Linked DNA regions of Monodelphis domestica: region 2 is linked to region 1. A link is a contact called in public Hi-C data. All regions are on one chromosome and are shown on one strand. Each heading gives the region's core, a stretch centred on a gene start, on an enhancer-like site or on the middle of the called end of the contact. The rest is flanking DNA. Distances are from core to core; before and after follow the strand shown.

Region 1 (6,205 bases), core at 2,485-4,984:
TTTTCTCCATTAAATTTTCTCTAGTGTAAGCAATCAATATATGTCTTCTTTTACAACATGATGAACAATGAAATATCTACTATATGGTAACATTTAAAGTCTATTATCATATTACCTGCTGTCTTGGAGAGCAGGGAGGGGTAAGAGATAAAGAGAGAACATGGATTGAAAAATGTCAGAAAATGATTATTAAAAATTGCATTGACATGTAATCTGGAAAAAAATAAAAAATTAATTTATAAAAGTATACTGGGGGGGGGAGAGAAAAGAAAGAAAATAGGGTGGTGGTATTTGGCTCAAACCTGTGATTTCATCAGTATGAAGAATCCCCAGGTCCCAATGTTGTTTAGCAGTTGCAAGAGTTTCCTTAGGGTAGTGATAAGTTAGATGACTTGCCCCAACACTGTTAGTCACTTTGACACAGTGAGGCAGGGTCTGAACCTAAGTCTCTAGCTGACTTTAAACGTGGCCCTCTGTTTACCACATACCATTTCAATATCTTGGTCACAGAATGTTATTAGCACGGCTGTGTCTAGAACCCCAGTTTCTTTTTTTTTTTTAATTTGGTCAATTTCAAACATTATTCCTTGGTTACGAAAATCATATTCTATTCCTCCCTCCCCTCTCCCCACCCCTCCCATAGCTGACAGGCAATTCCACTGGGTATTACATGTGTCCTTGATCAGAACCCATTTCCATGTTGTTGGTGTTTGCACTAGGATGATCATTTAGTCTATATCCCCAATCATATCCTTTTTACCCATGTAATAAAGCAGTTGTTTTTCTTCTGTGTTTCTACTCCCACAGTTCTTCCTCTGAATGTGGATAGTGTTCTTTCTCATAGATCCCTCTAAGTTGTTCCAGAACACTGCATTGCCACTAATGGAAAAGTCCATTACATTCGATTGTACCACAGTTTATCAGTCTCTGTGTACAATGTTCTCCTGGTTCTTCTCCTCTCACTCTGCATCAATTCCTAGAGGTCTTTTCAGTTCACATGGAATTCCTCCACTTTATTATTCCTTTGAGCACAATAGTATTCCATCACCAACATATACCACAATTTGTTCAGCCATTCCTCAAATGAAGGGCATTCTTTCATTTTCCAATATTTTGCCACTACAAAGAGCGCAGCTATGAATATTCTTGTACATGTATTTTTCCTTATTACCTCTTTGGGGTATAAACCCAGCAGTGCTATGGCTGGATCAAAGGGCAGACAGTCTTTTAGTGCCATTTGGGCATAGTAGAACCCCAATTTCAATATCAGAGATCTTTCCACTGTCTTCCCAAAAAAGATCTAGGACAGACTTAATTCAACATTTATTAAACACTTACTTTGTGGATGGATTCTTTCCCCCCTTTAAAAAAATTTTTTGTTTATTGATTATGTTAAAATTCCCAGGTATCTCTCCTTTTCCTTGACCTCCCCAAACCAAATATATATATGTATAAATTAATTATGTGTTTCATATTTCTATTTATCAGTTCTTTCTCTGGAGGTGAGTTCACAAGTTATTCTTCAAATATTAATTCTGTACTGTATATAATGTTTTACTCATTTCACGCTTCATAATTTCCTATAGGTCTTTCCATGTTTTTAAAAAAATTAACCTTATCATTTCTTCTTCTGGCATACATGTAAATAGATTCTAAGACACAGGTAGTATAGTATATAGGAAGCTGGCCAGGAAGGCATGTAGATCTGGGCTCAAGTCCTGTCTCTGACACATACTAGCTAATTGACCCCAGGCAAATACTTTCATTTCTCAGTGCTCTAGAACAGAGGTATCAAATCTGGGCCTGTAAGCACCTCCAAGGCTCTCATATTTCCCAGACACTTAGTAACTAGGTGACTCAGGGGCCAGTCACTTAACCCAGTTTGTTGCAGTTTTCTTCATCTATAAAATGAACTGGAGAAGGAAATGGCAAATTACTCTAGTATCTTTGCCAAGAAAACCCCAAAAGGGGTCACAAAAATTCAAACTTGACTGAAAAGGACTAAACAACAAAATACTATGTAGACATAGTAAAGAACTGGAGCTCTTCTTTATTTAGTAATAGGCATGATATGAAAATCAATTTGCTTCTCTGAGACTTGGTTGCTTATTTGAAAAACGAGGGAGTTGGACCAGATGATTTCTAAATTCATATGATCTAGCTCTAACATTTTACAAGGCTTTGAAACTGGGGTTTTATCATGTTCGCTAACCTTTTAAGAATCTGGGACACTTTTGTGGGGAGATCTCAGAAGGCAGCTCTACATCTGCTCAATTAACATTTTCATAGAATTGTAGCAATGGAGAAAGTCTTACCTGGTTTAGGTTCCTGCCTTCAGTCTCAAAAAGATAATTGTAATGTAGCATGCAAACTAATGAAGTAATTGTTTTAAGAAATTTACAACAATCTTGAGTTGTAGAATAAAAAATCTCCATCCCTCTCTATACGGGATGTTCCAAAAACCTTGGTGCAATTTTAAGCGGCTTTGGTCATTAATAAGATATTTAAGCTTTAAATTGCAATGACTTTTGGACACCCTGTGTAATCCAGACCTGTGATATTATTGGTATAAGGAATTCCTGGTGTGGAAATGCCTTCCACTGATGTAGTAATTAATAATAAAAACAATAATTTAATGAATATTGACATTTGTACAACACTCTTTACTTTCTCATGGCACTTTCACATTCACCCTCATCCTCGAAATAACCCTGGGAGACGTTCTCCGAGTTAATTTATTATTTCACAGAAAAGAAAACGAAGCATTGAGAGATCAAATGTCCAGACAGCGGGGCCATCTGGGCTTAGTTCAGCAATTAGTTTAGTGCCTCCCGAACAATAATAAATGTTGCTGAATGCGTGGCAGTGACTTGGGTACATCCCTACAAAGTCCTAGTTGCAGAACTTAGCTAGATCTGAGATCTGACATAGCAAAATTGGCATTGATTAATCTATTGTTTTTGAGTCTGAAGTTGAGGAATAGTGGAAGATCGGTGAGGGAATAGACCTATACTCTTTTTTCCTGGGTCGCTTCAACTCATAACCACGTGAGTCACTAAGTCATCTGTTTCCGTGGTAACCAGACGCTAACTGCCTTCCCAAGTTGTTCTTTCTGTTTTTACATTTGGGGAATTGGAAGGCTTCTCGTTATTTCCTCACATCTTTCTATCACTTTTCTTTCTAACTGTTCTCCTAAGAGAGGGACATTTTTCCCTTCAGATGAAACGGGTCCGCCTCAACTCACCTGAAGTTTCTGATTCCCACTGCTCACTCAGGTCCCGTCAGGGACATATAGCACATAACATACTCCGAATAGGAACACATCACCAAAGGCGTCTCTCTTCCAGCCGAATGGAGGGTGAACGAGGAAAATCTTTGATTCTGCCAACTTTTTTTTTTGAAGAAGGAATTTTTTATTTCCCTTTCAACAAAATACACCAAATTAAAAAAAAATTACACAAAGATCAAAATTTGAATCTAATAAGAAACATTGTCCACACCTCTACAAAATGCCAACTTTTTTTGTTTTCCTTCTGTTATTTTTCCTCGCCTTATTCCGTTCTCCTACCTAGATCTTCAGAGTTTTGCTCAGTCTCCAAACACAATTGGTCCACTTGGCTCGGCCTAGTGGGCGGGGCTTAATTCTTTCTCATTCTTTATTGGTCAATCAGCACGTCAAAGACCGAGATAAGGCATGGGTTTTCCCCACAGGTCCGAGACTCTACGTTTCAGTGTTCTAGACCTGAGGAGGCGTAAGGGGAAACTAAGAGTCCCAGCGTCCCCTGCGTCCCCCCAATCACTTCCGGCGTGGGACCCTGGGTGTGGGTTACGGGCGTTGAGGCGTCTATGTGTTGAGCTCTCCTCCAGCCTAGGAGCCGCAGGCTTGTGCCTCTTCCTCTGGCCGGGACGGAGTCGTAATTCCCGAAGGCAAGGTTGGGGGCCTGCCCCGTAGCTGTGCCAAGCCTGGAAGGGAGCGACGGGTCATGTGGGCGTTAAGTGACCGGCGGGCCGATTTCCTTGTTGTTTCCTGAGTCCACGGCTCTGGGGCCTTTTCGTCACGGGCTGCGGGAGCTGAGGAAGGACCGTTGTCGTTGGACGTGGCCCCGGCCCGACAAAGGCCTCGAGGCTCATGAGTCCCCAGCGCAGGTACCACCTGGGGGCGGGGGCACCTGCCAGCCTGTGCCCGGATCGGTCCCACGGGGCTGAATGCTGAGCCCGCTCGGCGTAAGGCAGGAATGACGTGGAGCTGTCTTCGACACTCAGTGCTGGAAGGGATCTTGGGGATCTGTGGAGTGGGCAGCGCTGTACTTTGACCCGAGCTCAAACTCTGTCTCTTACACCTCCTAGCTATCAAATTGAACAGGTTAAGTTTTTTTCTTCCAGCCTACCTTATAACCAGGCATTGTAAAGATAGCATGGTGCAGTGGAACAAGATGAATGACCAGAGGCTTTCAGATCCAGGCCTTGTTACTTCTTATTGTTCAGTTTAATTGTTCATTCGTGTTTGACTCTGTTTAACCCCATGGGTCATAGCTATCCATTTATGGGATTTTCTTGCCTAGGATACTACTAGAATGGATTGCCATTTCCTTCTCCAGTGGTTCCTTTGGTCAGACATTCAGAGACTATGTAACTAGCATGTGGTCATACAGCTAGGAAGTATCTGAGGCTAGATTTGAACTTAGGTCTTCCTGTCTCCAGACCCAGTGCTCTAACTACTGATCAATAGCTAACTCAAAACTTTCATTATGGTGAGCCTGGCTTTGTTGTTGTTCAGTTGTGTTTGGCTCTTCATGATTTCATTTGGAATTTTTTTAGCAAAAATACTGGAATGGTTTGGCATTTCCTTCTGAAGCACATTTTATAGGTAAGGAAACTTGGGCAAACAGAGCCAAGTAACTTGCCCAGGGACACAACAACTAGCAGATATCTGGGGCTGAATCTGAACTCCAGGTCCGGTGTTCTATCAACTGTACCACCTAGCTACCCTGTTTGCTATTAATTCTGTGATCTTGGAGAAACTTCCTTGGAAAAAGTCATCTCTTGATCTCAGCTTCCTCTTCTGTAAAATAAAAGGGTTGAACTAAATGTTCACTGAAGTCTCTTAACACTCTAGATCAATGATCCTAATATCAATTGAATATATTTTATTTCCTGCCTATCATAGTTCCATGGTCTCAGTGGATCTATTTGCAAATGACTAATGCTTATAAAGTGCTTTTGGTATATAAAGACCCTCCACTCCAGGTCTATATTTTTGTCTCCCTGGTTAATTCCATCTGAACATTCCATAGACACCTCAAATGGAACATAGCCCAAATTGAACTCATTATATCTTTATTTCTTCTTATATAGCCTGAAAACCTCATTATCCCTCTACCTCTTCTTTTACATCCAATTAGGTGACATTTCTTGTGTAGTCTACCTCCACAATATCTAAACTTGTCTCTCCTCTCTTCTTATATTGCTACCACTCTAGTTCACATCTTTATTACTTTTGCCTGGCCTCCTATAATAGCTTATTTAACTTTACTCTCCCCTTTCCTTTCCTCCCCTTTACTTTCTTCTCCCTCTAGACCAGATAGAACTCATAGCTGCAAAAGTAATCTTCCTAATACATATATCTGGCTGGCAGTAAGTGATCAGAAATCATTAATAATTCCTCAATGCCTTCAGGATAAGCTGTCAGTAATACATCAGGCACCTATGATTTTGTCATTATGTGAACTAGGACAAAATAAACATCCCTTGACATTTAAGGCCTTTTGCTATCTGTAAGCAGCATACCTTTCTTGTCTTATTTTATTCACTTCCCATTTATTGATTCTGAAATATAGCCAATCTGTTCCCCTGTCTACATATTTTCCACCTCTTATATATTTATTTGAACTTGTCATATTTCCCCATTCTTGGAAGGTTGTGTTCTGTCCTTCCACATTTCTAAATTTTTAAATTCTTCCTCAAAGCCTAAGAGAAGGTGCTGTCTCTGACATTAATTTTTTTTTAAACCCTTACCTTATGTCTCAGAATGGATATTAATTCTTGGTTCCAAAGCAGAAGAGCTGAGCTATAAGGGCTAGGCAGTTAAAGTTAGGTGACTTTCCCAGGGTCATATAGCTAAGGCCAGATTTGGACCCAGGACTTCTCATCTCCAGGGCATGTTCTCTTATCTACTAAACCATCTAGAGGGCCCTCCTACATTAAG
Region 2 (6,205 bases), core at 1,868-4,367, 160 kb before region 1:
GATATCCTACAAGGGAACTTTAAACCTGATTTCTACCTGAAGTATATCCAGAAGGATCTCAGATTAGCCATTGCACTAGGTGATTCTGTCAACCACCCAACTCCTATGGCAGCTGCAGCAAACGAGGTACATATAATCCTGTGATTGTCCTTATTATGAAACTCGAGGATGGGAATTAAATAAAATTTGAAGAACCATTAAGTAATTTCCAGAAAAGAATATAGTAAGACAAAAATGCAACAGGTGGAACTGGAACAGTGAGCAAGCAAGAGGGGCACTAACTAAATAGTAAGCCTGTGACTTTTAATTCATCTGTAACTCAACTGCTACCATATCGTACCATAGTGTCATTTACACAGTAGATGCTTATTGATTGCAGTTATACAGTATTTTCCTCACAGACTTTATTTCTGGGGACAAAAAAATAACCCTAACTCTTTGTCATTTCAGGTATATAAACGAGCCAAGGCGCTGGACCAGTCTGACAATGACATGTCTGCTGTGTACCGAGCCTACATACACTAAGCCCTAAGGCCCTATCTTCCTGCTAATCCCCATTCCTCACATGGGGTCAGGGTCCTGGGACTTAACTCTGGACCAGTCCATCTGTCTCTACGTTTCCTTTTATACACAGACTTTGAAAAGATTTGCCATGAGTGCAGCTGCAGCATCAGGCCTCCCCTGGGGGCTCAGGGAAAGGGGGGAGGGGGTAGGGAAAGATGATATTGGATTGTGGAAAACTGATGAGCAGTCCTGCTGTGCACTTGCTGCCTGGATCAGAATGGTGGCTGTGTGTTCAAACAGGCCCCACCCCTTCACCCCCAGAAGCAATGCTGCCAGAATCTGCTTGGCTTCTTTCTCCTTCCTGAGTTTGTCAGAGTCTGAGTTCCTCCTAGCATAGGGGGTCAGAGTCCATCTTGCCCCCTTCCCCTTTCATTGGGGTTGTAAGAAGCAGCTTCCATAGTGTCCTAGTTGTGAAATGAGTTAACTCTTGGGATTGGCTCTTCCTTTTGATCCTGCTGCCCTGAATTCCCTGGGAACAGAGCCTGCTCCATTAGGAGGCCACCTAGGTCTCCCACGTCAGCACATGCCCCCCAGGGGGGGAGGGGAGGACAGTGAGGTGGCACAGACCCCAGAAAGGGGCCCATGGTACCTCAGGCTACAAGCAGCCAGTAGGAGAAGATTTGGGTGTTTAAGCCACCATCATTCTAAAGAAAACTACTAGTAAACAAATTCCTTCTTACATGGTTTTATGAACTAGAAAGATTTCTTCGGGTTTGAATGAAAAACAGGCCCACCCCACCATCACCATCCCATCACAGAATCCACCATCTGCCAAGACCCAGTCTGAAATTGGAATTCCTGGCCCTTATAAGCATAATCAAAGGGGTTTATCTGATAAAATAGATGGGATTTAGCCATCACTGATCTGATTTAGTGTTTGGATTTGCATTCCAGCCTGGATGGGGTGGGGTGGGGTGGGGAGAGTGGAGTGAGCACACCAATGGGAGAGCAGTGAGGAGGTATGTGTAGAAGATTGACTCCTTTCTGTTTCCGTTATGTCACATGCTCTTCTGGCTCCTTGTGGAGTCCTCTTGATCTTCCCTTTAGGCCCTTCCATCTATGTCCATACAGAGAGCCCTGTTGTGCATGCCACCAGTTTTTTCTTCCTAACCACCCCTGCCTTTGAAGAGACAGTGGGTGTGTCTTTTTGCCTACTTTGACCCAGACCTAGTTTCCCCTGCCCTGGGTAACCAACACTGACCAATCATGGGATCAGTTCTTAGTAAAGGAATGAGTAATTGCACTCCAGCCAGCATCATGTTCTTTGTGCCTCTGGGGCCACAAAGTCCCTGTTTGGGGAAAGAGAAGACTTTGTCTGAGATGGGTCCTGACAGACTAGAAAGGTAAACCCAAGTCCATCTTGGAGATCCCTATATTCTCTTTGGGGAGGGTACCTGAGTGGGACTGAAATGGTACATAGGAACAAGGAGAAACTGTCATCCCTGAAATCTTAAACTTACCTTCCCCTTCATTTGGGTTGGTTTTCTGAAGTCACATAAAACTTAAGATCGATATTCATTGGGGGAGGGGGGGTTAAGTGACAGCTCTTTGGGTATAGTTTGGTTTTGTTTTTTGTGTTGTTTTGGGTTTTTTTTTTTCCAGTATCTGGAGGCTTGTCCCTCTTTCCTCTTTATCTCTTACAGTCTAGGTTTGAGAAATGAAACTTGTGGAAGAAGAGAGGGGACACAGGAAAGATGCAGTAATTCTGGTCCAGATGTTTGTTTCACTGGCAATACTGTCCTTATCTCTGTCTCTGAACATGCCAGTTCTGTTTCTGGCCAGGATAGTGGGAGGGAGTATTGGGTGGGGGGAGGGAGGGGAGAAGCTCTGGATCTGGGTGATGCTGTAATGAAACTGGCTAGTCAGTGTTGTCTTAATATTGTTGACAATTCTGTAAAGTTCCTTTTTATGACTTTATGTTTTAGCTATTTCGCTTTTGTTTTTGACTCCTTTTTAAGAGAGAAAATGTGACATTTGTGAAAAGCCTGTAAGAAAAGCAGTTTTCTTTTACCCCTTTCAATGACAAACCCTCTAGGTAATTAAGGTTGTGAATTTTTATTTTTGCTTTGTTTTTAATTAACGTTTGTCATTCAGAATAGGATTGTGTGATAATGTTTAAATGGCAAAATAAAATATGATTTTGTGCAATTAACAAGGCTACTGCAAGAAAATAAAACCTTTCTTGGTAAATCCATGTGTTTGTGTTGCTGGAGAATCTTAGGTGGGAGGGCTTGCAGGGGCTGGTAGGCCCTGTGAGCGCTAAAGGAAAAGAAACTGCACAGAGCCAACCATCTAATGTCATAAGGCTCTCCTGTCCATTTCCACTTGTCTGTTAAACTAATCCGTGAGCAGAGTAGAAACGAAATGTCCGATTAGAGAAATGGGGAGATGAGGATACACCAACCAACTGCTTCCAAGACTGAACTTGATACCTAAAAGACTGAAGGGAAGCCCAGTCAAGATTAAAGCAGAGTGGGGTGCGGTGCAGTTTATCTGCAAGCCCAACTAAATGAGGAGGGAGCAAAAGGCAGCCCAACCAATGAAATTGTGCATCGCAGCCTTCATTACCTATCAGAGCGCAGGCTGAACTCCAGAAGCCGCCTATCCGCTCCCCGGAACCCATCAACCTATAGACTGCGGAGTGGGAGGCGGGGCCACGGGTCTGAGGGCCTGGGTAAGGGCCGGCGGCGACGTTTTCGGAGTTGACCGAGATGGCCACCGTGATGGCTGCGACAGCGGCAGAGCGGGCGGTGCTGGTAAGTCACCCGAATGGGCACCGCTCCTGGGCGCCCTCTCCAGCCGGACGTGTACCCAGCTCGGAGCCTGGGGCCGACTGGGCAGGTCCTACCGCCCCCTGACTCCCTACAGCTACGCGAATTTCGCCCCCAGTTTGCTCCTTCCATCTGCCGTACCACCCCCACTCCATCTCGGACCAGCCGAAGCGGAGAGGCCAGCACCTACTGTGTTTGGGAACCCCCGAGGCCTGCAACGGCCCAGGCGTCCCCACCCCTCCTCCACCCATACCCTTTGAGGGCATGCCCGAGGGCGCCGCTCATCTCACTCTCCCTTGGGTAGGAGGAGGAGTTCCAGTGGCTACTTCACGACGAGGTCCACGCGGTGCTACGCCAGCTGCAGGACATCCTCAAGGTAATCCTTCCTCGGGCCCTCACAGCTCTGCCCCGCCTCCCCATCTGTGTTGAAACCAGAAGGGGTAAGGAGAGACCTACGAACTGAAGATCATTCAGATGGCTGGTCAGTTCTGGAACCCAACCAGAAAGTGTGTAATTTAAAGGCTCGGATTTGAAATTAGAGGCCCTGGTTTTCAGATGTAAAACACCCGTGGGATCGTGGGCAAGTCACAACCTCTGTGGGCCTCACCCTTCTCCGTCTGAACAGGGAGGTGATTGGGAATGAAATAAGCATTTGTTAAGGGCCTTCTATGTGTCGGGCACTGCTAAGCAACTTTACGCCCATTTTATCCTCACAGCTACCCTGGAAGGTAGGTTCTATTATTATTATCCTCATTTTGCACTGAGGAAATTGAGGCAGACAAAGGTTAAGCGAATTGCCCAGGATCAGGCACACAGCCATTGTCTGAGACCACATTTGATCTCTAGTCTTTCTGACCCCAGTCCCATTGCACGACTTAGCCGTCTTCTTTCAACACTAAATCTGTGTTCCTCTGGTCACTTCCTGCATTCCAGTGATCCCAGGAAGATCCTGGGGGGTAAGTATGACTTCTGTGTTGTGAAACTTTGCATTGCCAGGGAGCACCTGCCCTGGGGAAAAGACATTTTTGGATATATGCTGACTTTGCCTCTTGATTAACTGTGTTGTCTCTCAAGGTAGCTTTTGAGAAGGAAGTTTGATTGCAATAGTTTCTCTTGGGCTCAGAGCTGCATCTATGTGGCAACATTAACTTTAAACTTTCTCTTAGCTTATCACCTCTATTCCACAACAGGAAGCCTCTTACCGATTTACTCTGCCTGGGACAGGAACGGAAGGACCAGCCAGGCAAGAGAACTTCATCCTAGGAAGTTCCACGTAAGTCTGGGAAAGAAGTTTGGGGTTAACTCCAGATAAGCATGTCATCTCTAAGATTTAAGATCAGTTCTAATACAGGATCAGGAATAATGTAGAGGACCCTACTGTATCATCACCCAGTCTTTACCTTGGGTATAAAGTAGGTGCAAGAGGGTGAGGGTCAATAACAGAGCTACCCTAATCCAGATTGGACTCTCTTTGCTGTCTAATCTTATCTCAAATATTGACAGCTTTGGTATCCATATATAGTATATAAGAAGGTTGCAGATAACAGCTATTTTTACAAACTAAAATCATAAATATGTTCTTGTAAAGGCTTCTATTCCTACATGGAGAAGTATCTAAAGACCTTAAGAATAATCTTTCTCCATAATCCTGAAGGTGTTTGCCTTAAGATATGGGGTGGAAGTGAGGAGGGATAGGGAAGGTCAAGGATTACACAAAAGCAGAGGGAGGTGTCTCTGGGCTTAAAGAGGGGGCTGACAGGAAGAAGATTTTGCCCTAACAGTCATGTATTACAGCACAGATCAGGTGAAGGGCGTGTTGACTCTACAAGGGGACGCACTGAGCCAAGCGGTGAGTCTTTGAAGGGAAGAACCTGTGCTTTCCCGCCTCTTTCCTTTTGATTATATGTTCTCAAATTAGAATTCCTTCCCCATATCTTTGACTGCTGAAATCCTACACACAAGGCCTACCTCAAATCCTACCTCCTCTGTGAAACCTTTTCTATGGGAGATCTTTCTGAAACTCCATGGCACATTGTACCTCTTGTCTGAGTGACCCTACATTTGTATATTTGCCCTTTCCACATTTACTAGATATTAAGCTTCTTGAGAGCATTATCCATGAACAGGGAGAATTAAATAAAGGCTTGTTAAAGGAGTAGATTCTTGGAAACTAGCTTGTAATGAAGCAGAAAATATCATCCTTGTCATTAGATCCTGAAAAGACCAGACTTTTTGGTTCTGCAATTTTTCTTACCAGGAGCACTGTTTCGATAATTAGCGTTACCCAGTTATCTAACTTTGCTTTCCTTCTCACCCTGATCTCAGTAATATCAAAACAATGATTTCCTAAGTACCTGCCACCTAGCTATGTGTTAGCTAGGGCCAGTGGACAGAGCCACAAAAGAGATTTATGATGCAGTCTTTGCCCACAAAAAAAGTTAAAATCTTAGCTACTTGCTATATTCCTCCCAGGATCATTAGCACCGTACCTGTTTCTGTCCCCTCTTTTGGAGCCTCTCTCTGAGCCTGAGCCTAGCATTGTTCCCCAGGATCTCTGATCCTCCTGGGAGCCCAGGTCTCCATATAAACATCCAGCCCAAAGTGAATGTAGTAGGCCCTTACTGCCCTTGGCCCCAGGTGATATTCTTATCCTAAGGGCTCTTGTTGCTTGTGATTATGTGGAAGGTAGAAAGAGAACACACAGTAGACTAGCATAAATAAGCATCTCCCATTTGACTGCTGCTGTTCTTTGTTGATTCTCAGGATGTGAATTTGAAAATGCCCAGAAATAACCAGCTGTTACACTTTGCATTCCGAGAAGACAAGCAGTGGAAACTACAGCAGGTAATTGTCTACCTCACACTGTTCGG

Evidence for each region. Hi-C and Micro-C count contacts between places; a contact is called where the count stands out from the background.
Region 2: a Hi-C map of limb shows a contact between it and region 1, with 2.3 times the contacts expected there. The contact joins the promoter of ROGDI here to the promoter of DNAAF8 in region 1. A contact is called at or near these places in 2 of 2 Hi-C or Micro-C datasets (limb and spleen and liver).

The regions. Positions count from the first base shown.
Region 1 is chr7:174,125,121-174,131,325 of mMonDom1.pri, reverse strand. It overlaps DNAAF8 (dynein axonemal assembly factor 8), which reads right to left and starts at 3,734. Exons shown (of 10, transcript XM_007498743.3): 1 at 3,245-3,734. It overlaps ANKS3 (ankyrin repeat and sterile alpha motif domain containing 3), which reads left to right and starts at 4,008. Exons shown (of 17, transcript XM_007498738.3): 1 at 4,008-4,146.
Region 2 is chr7:174,279,788-174,285,992 of mMonDom1.pri, reverse strand. ROGDI (rogdi atypical leucine zipper) reads left to right here and starts at 3,117. Exons shown (of 11, transcript XM_001367354.4): 1 at 3,117-3,320; 2 at 3,640-3,711; 3 at 4,526-4,608; 4 at 5,130-5,184; 5 at 6,099-6,179. The coding sequence starts at 3,276. GLYR1 (glyoxylate reductase 1 homolog) reads left to right here. Exons shown (of 16, transcript XM_056806119.1): 15 at 2-126; 16 at 451-2,754. The coding sequence ends at 525.